2 separate regions of the Sus scrofa genome follow, and region 2 is linked to region 1. The links are chromatin contacts, called in public Hi-C maps. All regions are on one chromosome and are shown on one strand. Each heading gives the region's core, a stretch centred on a gene start, on an enhancer-like site or on the middle of the called end of the contact. The rest is flanking DNA. Distances are from core to core; before and after follow the strand shown. Region 1 has its middle 100 kb from the start of TBX3. Region 2 holds the start of TBX3 (T-box transcription factor TBX3).

Region 1 (5,258 bases), core at 1,302-3,801:
CTCAAAAGTTCATTGCAGCATTATTTACAAGAGCCAAGATATGAAAGTGTCCATGGATGGATGAATGGAAGAGGATGTGATATATGTATTTACCTATGTAACACACACACAATGGAATATTACTCAGCCATAAGAAAAACTCAGTCTTGCCATTTGGAACAACACGGATGAATCTAGAGTGAAATAAGTCAAACAGAGAAAGATAAATACCATTTGATCTTACTTCTATGCGGAATCTAAAAGACAAAACAAATAAATGAAGCAAAAACATACTCCAGAGAACCAAACAGTGGTTGCCAGAGAGGAGAAGGGTGGAGGGTGCAAAATAGGTAAAGAAGATTAAGAGGTACAAACCTCCAGTTATAAATAAGCCATGGGATGTAATAAACAGCACAAGAAATATGGTCAATAGTATCGTAATAATTTTTTTTTCTTTTTTGGCTGCCCCCGTGGCATATGGAAACTGCCATGGGAATCGAATCTAAGCCAGAGCTGCAACCCATGCCACGGCTGCAGCAACACTGGATCCTTAACCCACTGCATGGGACAGGGGATGGAACACGCACCTCCACAGAGATAAGATGGATCCTTAACCCACTTTACCACAGTGGAAACTCCCATGTAATAAATGTGGGGTTTTGTTGTTGTTGTCGTTGTTTTTGCTTAAAAACAACATTTATTGGAGTTCCCGTCATGGCTCAGTGGTTAATGAATCCGACTAGGAACCACGAGGTTGCGGGTTCAATCCCTGGCCTTGCTCAGTGGGTTAAGGATCTGGTGTTGCCCCAAGCTGTGGTGTAGTTTGCAGACGCGGCTCGGATCCCGCATTGTTGTGGCTCCGGCATAGGCTGGTGGCTACAGCTCCAATTCGACCCCTAGCCTGGGAACCTCCATATGCCACAGGAGCGGCCCAACAAAATGGCAAAACAACAACAACAACAACAACAAAAATGTATTTCTCATAGTTGTGAAGGTTGAGGAGTCCCAGATCATGCTGCTGGCCGATTTGGTGTGGTAGCCGAGGAGGGCCTTCTTCCTGGTTCACAGACAGCATCTTCTCACTGTGTCTTCACGTGGTGGAAATGGCAAGGGAGCTCTGTGGGGTCTCTTTTCTAAGGGCACTAAATCCCATTCATGGGGGAGGGTCCCCTCATGACCTAAGCACTTGCAAAGCCTCCACTTCCTAATACCCTCACGTAGGGCATTAGGTTTCAACATATGAACCCTCACATCTAGGGCTCATTCCCTCACTCAATATTAGTAGAATGGTGAATAACAGCCCCATTGACATTATAGTTGTGTGGCTTTGGGAGTTTTCATTTCTCTGAGGCTTAGTAGTCCCCAAAGAGACCACCGGCTGTGTTACCATCTCCAGCTATCTCCGCAGCCAACAGACCACCCAGTAATGCCTTTAATCAGCCCCGGGCTTCCATGACTGCTGAAGCCCAGGAGGCAACGTAGCACCTGCAGGTCACAGTATCCCCCATGGAATAAACTTATATGGGGACAAATTACTAGACTTAATCACAGTGATCGTTTCATAACGTGTGCCGAGGTCAAATCACTTCTCAGCACACCTGAACCTCGTGTAATATTGTACATCAACCACATTCCCATTTGGAAAGAAAGGAAATTTGGAAACAGAGACACGTGCACAGGGAAGATGATGTGAAGAGCCCCGGCAAGAAGGCTACAGGAAGGTGGTCAATCGGAACGTTGCCACCATAAGCCAAGGAGTGACAAAGATTCCTGACAGCATTTGGAGGAGAAGGCAAAAGCTGGAGGAGGTGAGGAAGGAGCATGGCCCTGTCAACACCTTGACCTTGGACTTCTGGCCTTCAGAACCATTAGATGATAAATTTCTGTCGTTTTAAGCAACCCCCCCACCCCCTGCCACTCACACCCCATTTGTACTTTGTTACAGTAGCCCTGGAAGCTAACTCGCTAACTAGAGCAGAAGTGTTGGGGTCCTGGCTGGTCCTAGCCCCTTCATCCCACCCCAGTCTCCTTTGATCTGCTTTACAAAAGGGATTTCTGCACGCGACTGTGTTTGAAAAAAGATCTCCAGAGATACACAAGCACTTTAATTTCACAAGATGGGAGATGGAAACTCAGGTCCAGAGAGAAAGAAGTAGGACTGGCCCAAGGTCACCCAGTGACTCAGCACCAATCTTAAGACGAGAATGCAAGTGTTTGGGCTGCCACCCCTGTTTTTTTTCCTGTCACCACTCACGCAGGGGGAAGGCCCGGGCAGCATGGGGACAGGCTCTGTCCTGCCTGGCGGGTGTCATTTTGTGTGGGCTCCACTTCAAAAGATTATTTTCCCCAGTTGGGCCCTCTTTTCATCGCTGCTCTGAGACTAAAAGATGGTGCCCTGATTGCATCAAGCACCCAGGCTCCAAGGCCAACCAGGCAAGAGGGCCGGGCCGCCCCTCCCAACCCTGACCTTAGGGAATGCCCTTTCGGCAGAGGTGAGCGGCGGGTGGGAGCTGGCAGAGCAGGCCCAGGGCACAGGGTTAGGCCCTGATAACCCGAGATCAAAGCAGCCTGTCAGCAGTGTCAGCTGAGAGGCCGCCAAGACAAGCTACGCGGGCGGTTTATCTCCCCGCCGCTGGCCCAAGAGCTGGGGCAGGGAAAGCGCCACGGTTCCCGGAAACTATTTCTGGAAGGCCAGGAGAGAGCCGATGGTGCCCTGTTCACGGCACATTGGCTCCGGGTCTGTCTCCTGCAATCTCACGCACCCCGCCTGGTTTCCTCCGTCTCTCGTTCAGGTCCTTTCCTGCTCTTTCATCCACGTTTTTTCCATTTTCATAGGTCTTTGTGCACATGCACAATAAAGAACGTTCTCTCGGCCCTGCAATTCCCGCTATCAATTTCTCTTTCACACACAAAAGATGGCCGTCGCCCTCCCTCCCCTGCCAACACACACACAGCTGCCTCTTTCCCTCCTGGCTTTTTCCAGTCGCACATTCACAGGCAACCAGCTTTGCTTTCTTCCACCTTCCTTCCTGCACGTGTGCATGCTCACACTTCACGCTCGCGCATACACACACACACACATGCACGCACGCACACACCTGTCTGGGTTCCAATCTCCAAACTCTCTTAAACCAGAATCCAAAGACAGCTGCCAATTAAAACAATAAAAAAAAAAAAAAAAAAAAAAAAAAAAAAAAAACTCCTTGCTTTCCTTTTAGTTATTATGAACTCCGGGACCGTTTCCACCAGCTGATGCCTGGACTTTTTTTTTTCTTTTCCCCTTCAAGGTGTTGACCCCTTCGTTTGCAGCTGGAAGAAACCCAGCCACTGTTCCTGCTCCAGCTGTGGCCTCTGTCAGCTGGGCAGCCCACAGCTGGCCGGCTTCAAACACGTCCATTGTAGCCCAGTTATCTCGCCCTTTTAAAAAGGAAGCAGGGTGATGGGGAGGGGGGATTCCACCCTCCCAATACATTATCTGAGTGATTCCAGAAACTTCCGCACACCGAAAGTTTGAATTTCCCTCTCTACCCTTAAACTCACACCGGATCTCTTCACCAGGTGTCCAGCCTGGAGGTAGGAAGAAAGGGGGAGAGGGACATTGACACACTTGCTACTTGCTGCAAAAGCATCCTTAAGCTTCAGAATTTCATCCGAAGACTGGGCTGGCAGAACAGAGTGGAAAGGGGAAAAAAGGCTTCAGGAGGTCACGCCATCGCCTGGGAGGCAAAGGGAAGGAGCCTTCATGGAGCCCCTGATGTGTGCTGGGTATCTTTCTCACTTGTGCTGGGAAATGTCTTCAAGAGGCCATGGGGTTTGGGGGTTTTTTTGGTTGTTTGTTTTGTTTTTTGCTTTTTAGGGCTGCACCTGCAGCATATGGAAGTTCCCAAGCTAGGGGTCTAATCCGAGCTATAGCTGCTGTCCTACACCACAGCCACAGCAAAGTGGGATCCAAGCCTCATCTGCAACCTACACCACAGCTCCTGGCAATGCCGGATCCTTAACCCACTGAGCGAGGCCAGGAATCAAACCCAAGTCCTCATGGATACCAGTCAGGCTCATTTCCCCTGAGCCACAATGGGACCTCTGGGGCTGTGGGTCTTGCACTCAGCACAAGGCCTGGTGCATAATAAACACTCAATACTTTGCAAATATGTTTCCCTCTCTAGCCCTCTCTTTTTACCACCTTCACAGCACTCTTCAATGAATAGCCCCATTTTGTCAAAGAGGAAAATGAAGCTCAGAGGGGTTTGGTGACAACCACCTAACCACAGTGGGTAAATGCCCCACTTGTTCTCCACTCATTTTATAGCAATGTGATGGATTTGGGGAAATTGTGTCACAAGCTTTGGCTTCTTCCACAGAATAATGCAAAATCCTAGTTTTGGAAATGTGCTTTTTCTAGCTTCATTCAGCCTAGTTGAATCAGAATTTCTGAGTATGACATCGGAAAGGACTCATATGGACCCCTATAGCTCAATCATTCATGTTGTAGATTAAAAGCGAGTTGGCGCAAGGGGAAGAATAGAGGGGCCGTGCAATTTTTACCTGTCCTTATGAGGGTAACAGCTTCTCAATGTTGCTTTAGGAAAACAGACATTCTTGTACCAGATATAATCATAGTGGAGTTGTCAATCATGACGTCACTACCAGAGGGCAGGCCTAGGACCCAAGCTTAGCCAATCAGATGCTGCCTCGCAGGGACGCGCATTACAGCTAGGACTGAGGCTTTGCAGCTCATTCATGTCTTCAGCTGAGTCCTGCTACCCAGCTTCCCCAGCTCCTGTTTTTTCAGATTTTGTTCTTCTGTTCTACAAGCTTCCTTATATTCTTCCAGTAAATTTCTTTTTTGCATATGTTAATGAAAGTTTCTTTCATTGCTTGCAAGCAGAGAATTCTAAGTAAGACAGGAAGGCATGCAGCTACACTCACTCAGTTACGTAGCTGCAGAGAGGACTGGAACTCATGTCTGATTCCTAGTCCATCACTTCCTCTGGGGCCTAGAAGGACTCACATGGCTTAATTCTTTCACTTTCTACATTAACTTAATAGCTCTCAGCCTCAGTTTCCATAGCTGAAAAAAAAAATGGGAATATTAGGTCAAACACTATGAAATTGCAAGCTTTACAGTTCAAATAAAGGGCAAATATATTGGCACTATCATATTAAATATGTCCAGGTTCCAGTTTCAGTTCATCAGGAGGGAGGTTTTTCCACACCAACGAGTAATTCTCTGGACACTAGCTGGGTGTGCTACAATTTGACCCAATTCTGGGTGTTCC
Region 2 (5,258 bases), core at 757-3,256, 100 kb after region 1:
CTTTTACTGGGAGCGGGGGAGCAGAGGTTGGCCGAGAAGTGCAGGCAAAACCGGACCGGGGTTTGTGGGCCACTCCAGAAAGCGGAGCTCTTCAGCCCCAGGCTCAGGCAGCCAGCACTGTGGGGGAGGGGGCGGGTTTCAGCCTCGGGAGACTGGTGAAACCCTGCGGTGACCTCGGTGGTCGGTGTAAGGAGTGGGAAGGCCTGGTTTCTCGCACCCTTGGGGATCAGGGCCGCCTGGGAGGAGAGAGGGGGCGTTGTGAGCCGACACCCCGGCCCTCATACTCCACCACCGCAGAGAAAGGCCAAGAGGACGCCAGGGAAAGACAGACCGAAAGGGAAAGAAAGGGGCGAGATGGCGAGCCAGACGGAGTTCGCAGAACCACTCTATTCTCTCTGGTGACTTCAGGGAATTCTTAGCGCTGGCGCCAAGCGCTCTTAACCATGTGCGTCAAAAATGCGAGGCTGGAAAATCCTGTCGCCTCAAAAGTTCCACCCCTATCTGGCGCGGGTGACCCATAATGGAACTGCATTTTCACCCTCCACTTGCTCCCACTTCGGAGTATGGGAGCTGGGGGCTTAGGGGCTACACCAGGCAAAATGTAAGAGAGGAATGCGCTGGTTTTCCACACACAGAGACACACATGCATCCCAAGCCTGGGGTTTCTTAACCCCCTAGGCCCCGCAATCAGCCCTTTCTTCCTTCCCTTTCCATTCGGGGAAGCTCCCTACTCAGGAGGGGTAAGAGTACTGTCTCCAAGACTTCCCTCCATCTAAGCAGGGGCGGCCCAAGTCTTTGCCTCCCAGAAGTGAGAAATGTTGGTTTGGGGAATCCTCTGACCTGGTCAGGGACCTGAGGTAACAGTTACCAATTCCACGACGGGTCTGATAGGTAAAATCCAGTTGCCTCCCTCCCCTTCACCCTTGCTGAGGTTCCCCCCCCACCACCCTACCTGAACTGGAACCAGTCACCTCGCCTCTGGGGTGGGGCGTTTCACGGTTTGTTTTACAAATTCAGCCCCCGACTTCTGGCGAGATAAGTCCCCAGGGTGGAGAAAGAACTGAGGCACCGAGAGATAAGTGTGATGCCTGGAGAAGATACGGGGCTGGCGCACCTCCCCCGACCAACTCGCCCACCCCTTTCCAGCACCTCTGCACCGAGCCGGGCCGCCGCCGAGGGGGAGGTCAGCGGCCGGTCGGGGACAGGCCCAGAATCTAGCCCCTCTCTGCGCTCACTTTGTTCGGATCTCCCCTCTACACTCACACACATATTCAGGTGGAATACCGGGAGCCTGAATCCAAATGGAGGACGAGATCTAAAAGGGCTGGTAAACGCACTTCAAAACAGCCGGAGTCCATCTCCTAGAGTGAGCTGGGCGCAGTCCCGCGCAAGCTGTGTACGTGTTTGCGTGTACATGGTTTTCGCGGCTGGCTGGGTCCCATTAAGCTGGCCAGTGTTTGCCTACAGATGTGTTGAGGGCGTTTGGGTCTCCGCGCACAGTCTTGGGTGGGGCACGGTGGGGAGGGAGCCCTCACTCGCGTGGGCTAAGATCTGGCCGCACCCCGTGTGTTCGGGAGCCCGCGAGCCCTGCTGCCGGGGAGACCGGCACCGAGAGTCACCCGAGCTCGGGAGCCCTTTAGCGGCGGCCGGGCGGAGCTTGGCTCCACGTGGGGCTGGAGAGCGCGCAAGCCTGGAGACTCGGCGGCGCTTGCCTCTCCGCGGCTGCCGGCTTTTGTTGAGCCTGGCGGCTGGATGGCAGCTCGCGGGAGCTTCAGCCTTACGCTCGGCTCGCCCGAGGCCGAGTTAACAGGGGGAGAGGGAGAGAGAAACAGCTGGGGCGGCCCGAGAGGCGAGCCTAGCGCGCGAGAGGGGAGCGCCCCGGCCAGGAGCCCGGCGCGCTCTCCGCCTTCCTGGCCAGGCTCTCTCGCTCCCGCCTCCCTCCCCCGTCCTCCCTGGCCCTGCCTCCTCCCTCGAATGAGGGCTGGATGACTGAGGCATTTCAGACGTGGGCTGAGCCAGAGCTCGCTCGCTCTGGGGTTGCGGCGATCTCTCGATAAGCCACCTAGAGGCGACTCTGTGCGGCGCTCCCCAGTGGCTCCCCGCCCTCCCTCTGATCATGTTGACATATTCACAGGACAGGCAGTAGTACCGGTGCGGCGCTGCGACGTTACAGTTTCCGACACCTTCTTTTTATAACTCGGCTCTATCCCCCAGCACTCGACCTGTGAAAACCACGCCTATGCAGCAACACAATTGGTCCGAAAGCGTCAAAGAGCCAATCAAGAGGCCTCCGGCTCCCCGCAGCCCACGGCAGAGCCCGACCTTCTAGAGCCGCCGAGCAGACGCCCGGGGAATTCTAGAGGCAGAGGAGGGTGGCGAGGAGCTCTCGCTGGCTTTCTCTCGCTCCCTCCCTCTCCTCGCGCTCCCTCTCCCACTTGGTCTCTCTTTTTCTCTCACCCTCCCTCTCTCCCTTCTTTTCATTCTCCTCCTCCCCCCCCTAAATCCTCCCTGCCCTGCGCGTCTGGACGCAGATTTAGGAAGCGAATTCGCTCACGTTTTAGGACAAGGAAGACAGGCGCGGGAGAAGAGCACAGCAAGATTCGGATTGAAACCCAGACACCCTCCGGAGGTTCGGAGCGGAGGAAGGAGGAGGAGGGCGAGCGGAAGCCAGTTTGCAGTTCAAGTTTTGATAGCGCTGGCTGAAGAGGGCTTCAATCAGATTTTTTTTTTTTTTTTTTTTTTTTTTTAAAGAAGAGAGACTTTCCACTCTCGCTCGCTGGTCAAGCTGGTCTAGCGCAGTTGCAGACGCCTCCTGCGAGCCGAAGGGAGAGGCAGAGATAGGGGGGCGGGGGAAGAAGAAGGAGAAGAAGAGGTAAAAAGTCTCCTAGGAGAATTGTTCGCATTTGCAACAAAGAACTGGGGGCTGGGGAGCGACTGCTGGGACCAAGGGCTGGAGTGTCTATTTCGAGCCAAGCGGCAGGGCTCCGGCGCAAGTCCAGAGCCTGCTCGCTCCCTCGCCTCTGAAACCGACTTCCAGGAGCGGCTTTTTGAAAACGCGAGACACAAGGACAGTCACCACGCGACTATGTCTCCTGATTTCTAGCTTTCCCCACTTTAAAAGAGACATTCCCTTCCCCAAAAGAACCCCCCTTGAGGTGCCTTATTTGTGATTCTCCCCCTTTTTTTTCGCGTTTTTTTTTTCTTCCAAACTATGTGCTGCTGTTAAACAAAAACAAAACAAAACAGCAGCTGCGGACTTGTCCCCGGCTGGAGCCCAGCGCCCCGCCTGGAGTGGATGAGCCTCTCCATGAGAGATCCGGTCATTCCTGGGACAAGCATGGCCTACCATCCGTTCCTACCTCACCGGGCGCCGGACTTCGCCATGAGCGCGGTGCTGGGTCACCAGCCGCCCTTCTTCCCCGCGCTGACGCTGCCTCCCAACGGCGCGGCGGCGCTCTCGCTGCCCGGCGCCCTGGCCAAGCCGATCATGGATCAATTGGTGGGGGCGGCCGAGACCGGCATCCCTTTCTCCTCCTTGGGGCCCCAGACACATCTGAGGCCTCTGAAGACCATGGAGCCTGAAGAAGAAGTGGAGGATGACCCCAAGGTGCACCTCGAGGCCAAAGAACTTTGGGATCAGTTCCACAAGCGGGGCACTGAGATGGTCATTACCAAGTCGGGAAGGTAAGCCAGCATCGGGCCCCCTCCCCCAAGCTACCGAAGGTTTCTTTCCTGGTTTTATCTCTCTCCTTCCAGAAGAGTCGGTTTGCCAGTTATTTCTGCTTAGGGAAAAACTTGGTTCCCCCGGAACTGTGTACTGAGTTTTCCCGGCCCTGCCCCTGTGGCAGGAAATTTCACCTTACCTGGGCGTCTGCAGCCAGCAGGCAGTTTTCCCTCCCTGGGTCTGCATCCTGGGATCCCTACAGGATAGATAGAATTTTTTCTATGGTGCACAGACATCTCTGCAGGAAGAAGAAAAAAGCACCCCATTGCAGGAAGTTCACTGATCAAACCTTTCTGGAACAACCTTCTTTGTAGATGTTGTATTTTTGTCTGTTTCATTTGGGTCTCTGAGAGAAACACTTAACAGCCCTTTTGGTTTGCGTGGTAGTGGGAGGCCTGGCAGGAGCGGCCCTTGCCCTTTCTGCCCTCCAGCTTAGCTTCTGGGTCTGGAGGGGGCCTGAGCCTACCCCTGCCAGCGTTAGAGTGGAATACAGGGGTATTTGGGGTTTGTCCTCACTGCTCCATGTGTCTGTAATCCAAGAGAGAGTTCAGCAGGCAATTTTGGATAATTAAGATTATGTTTGCAGACCCAGGAAGCCAGTGGAGAGACGCAGACTGCTGGTTTATGTGTGAATATTATCAACCATATTTTACCTAACATTTAGAAGGCCTTGCCTGACCAAAGCTTGCCTGTCATTTAAAATTACTGATTTTTTTTTAAAGACATTGAAGTCTATCAAGGCATGCAGTTGAAGGAATAACAAGAAAATCCCTCTCTTGATGCCTGTAGCTTTCTGTGTCATTCTGAGCTGTAAGAGGCCAAAGTTTGGCATAAAATCCTCCAGCCCAGAAGACATTCAGTCTGTTTCACAGCGACGCGCTCTCTGCTCCCTTTTAAGTCAAAAGTACAGAATGCCAATGCTTCTGGGAAATAAAAAAGCAATTTGGTGGTAGAGTCAGGCACTTTTGGACTGGCCCAAGCAGTTGGGGGTGTGTGTGTGGGGGAAATGTGGTTAGCGGCTGCTAGGCAGGCTGGCGATCAGGCCTGGGAGTCTACCCCAACCTTCAGAATTCGTTTTGAGAACTCACCCAAGTACAGTTTCATTTCGCCAGCAGCGGGATTGCTGTTCCACAGCAGAGAGGGGTGCAACTTGACATTTCTTTGCCTGATACGGTTAACATTTTCTCACCCATGGGTGGTGGAAAACTCTAGCCTTGATTGACTGAACTTGACTCAAATCCTACCCCAAGCGGTTTAGAACTAGACACCCATAGGAAAAGGCAGAGGCAAGAACTCCCCTCTAAGGAGGGTAATCTATAAAGTCATACAAGAGACCAAAAAAAATCATAAAAAATTATTAGATGATGTGGAGATATCCAATGCCACAATTCACTTGTTTTGAATCTTGGGACATTTAAAATAGAGATATTTGAGTGTGTTTCATCCTTCTCTTGTGGAAGGAAACTATTTTGGACCCAGTTGCCCTACTGTGAATGGTACAAGCTCCTTGATTGCAATAGAAAGTTTTAAATTT

What was found. A called contact is a pair of places that touch in the nucleus more often than the background predicts.
Region 2: a contact with region 1 is called in a Hi-C map of liver, with 4 times the contacts expected there. The contact joins the promoter of TBX3 here to the enhancer-like site in region 1. A contact is called at or near these places in 1 of 5 promoter capture datasets (liver) and 7 of 47 Hi-C or Micro-C datasets (fetal heart ventricle, heart right ventricle, liver and 1 more).

What each region holds. Positions count from the first base shown.
Region 1 is chr14:37,480,205-37,485,462 of Sscrofa11.1, forward strand. No RefSeq gene overlaps it. Among named protein-coding and RNA genes, the nearest start is that of TBX3, 100 kb to the right of the region's middle. Within about 2 kb of position 2,552, at least 6 of the 83 cell types and tissues checked have an H3K27ac peak or open chromatin away from gene starts, as enhancers often do. A contact at or near this core is called in liver, where this site is marked.
Region 2 is chr14:37,580,698-37,585,955 of Sscrofa11.1, forward strand. It overlaps TBX3 (T-box transcription factor TBX3), which reads left to right and starts at 2,007. Exons shown (of 7, transcript XM_001927997.5): 1 at 2,007-3,684. The coding sequence starts at 3,296.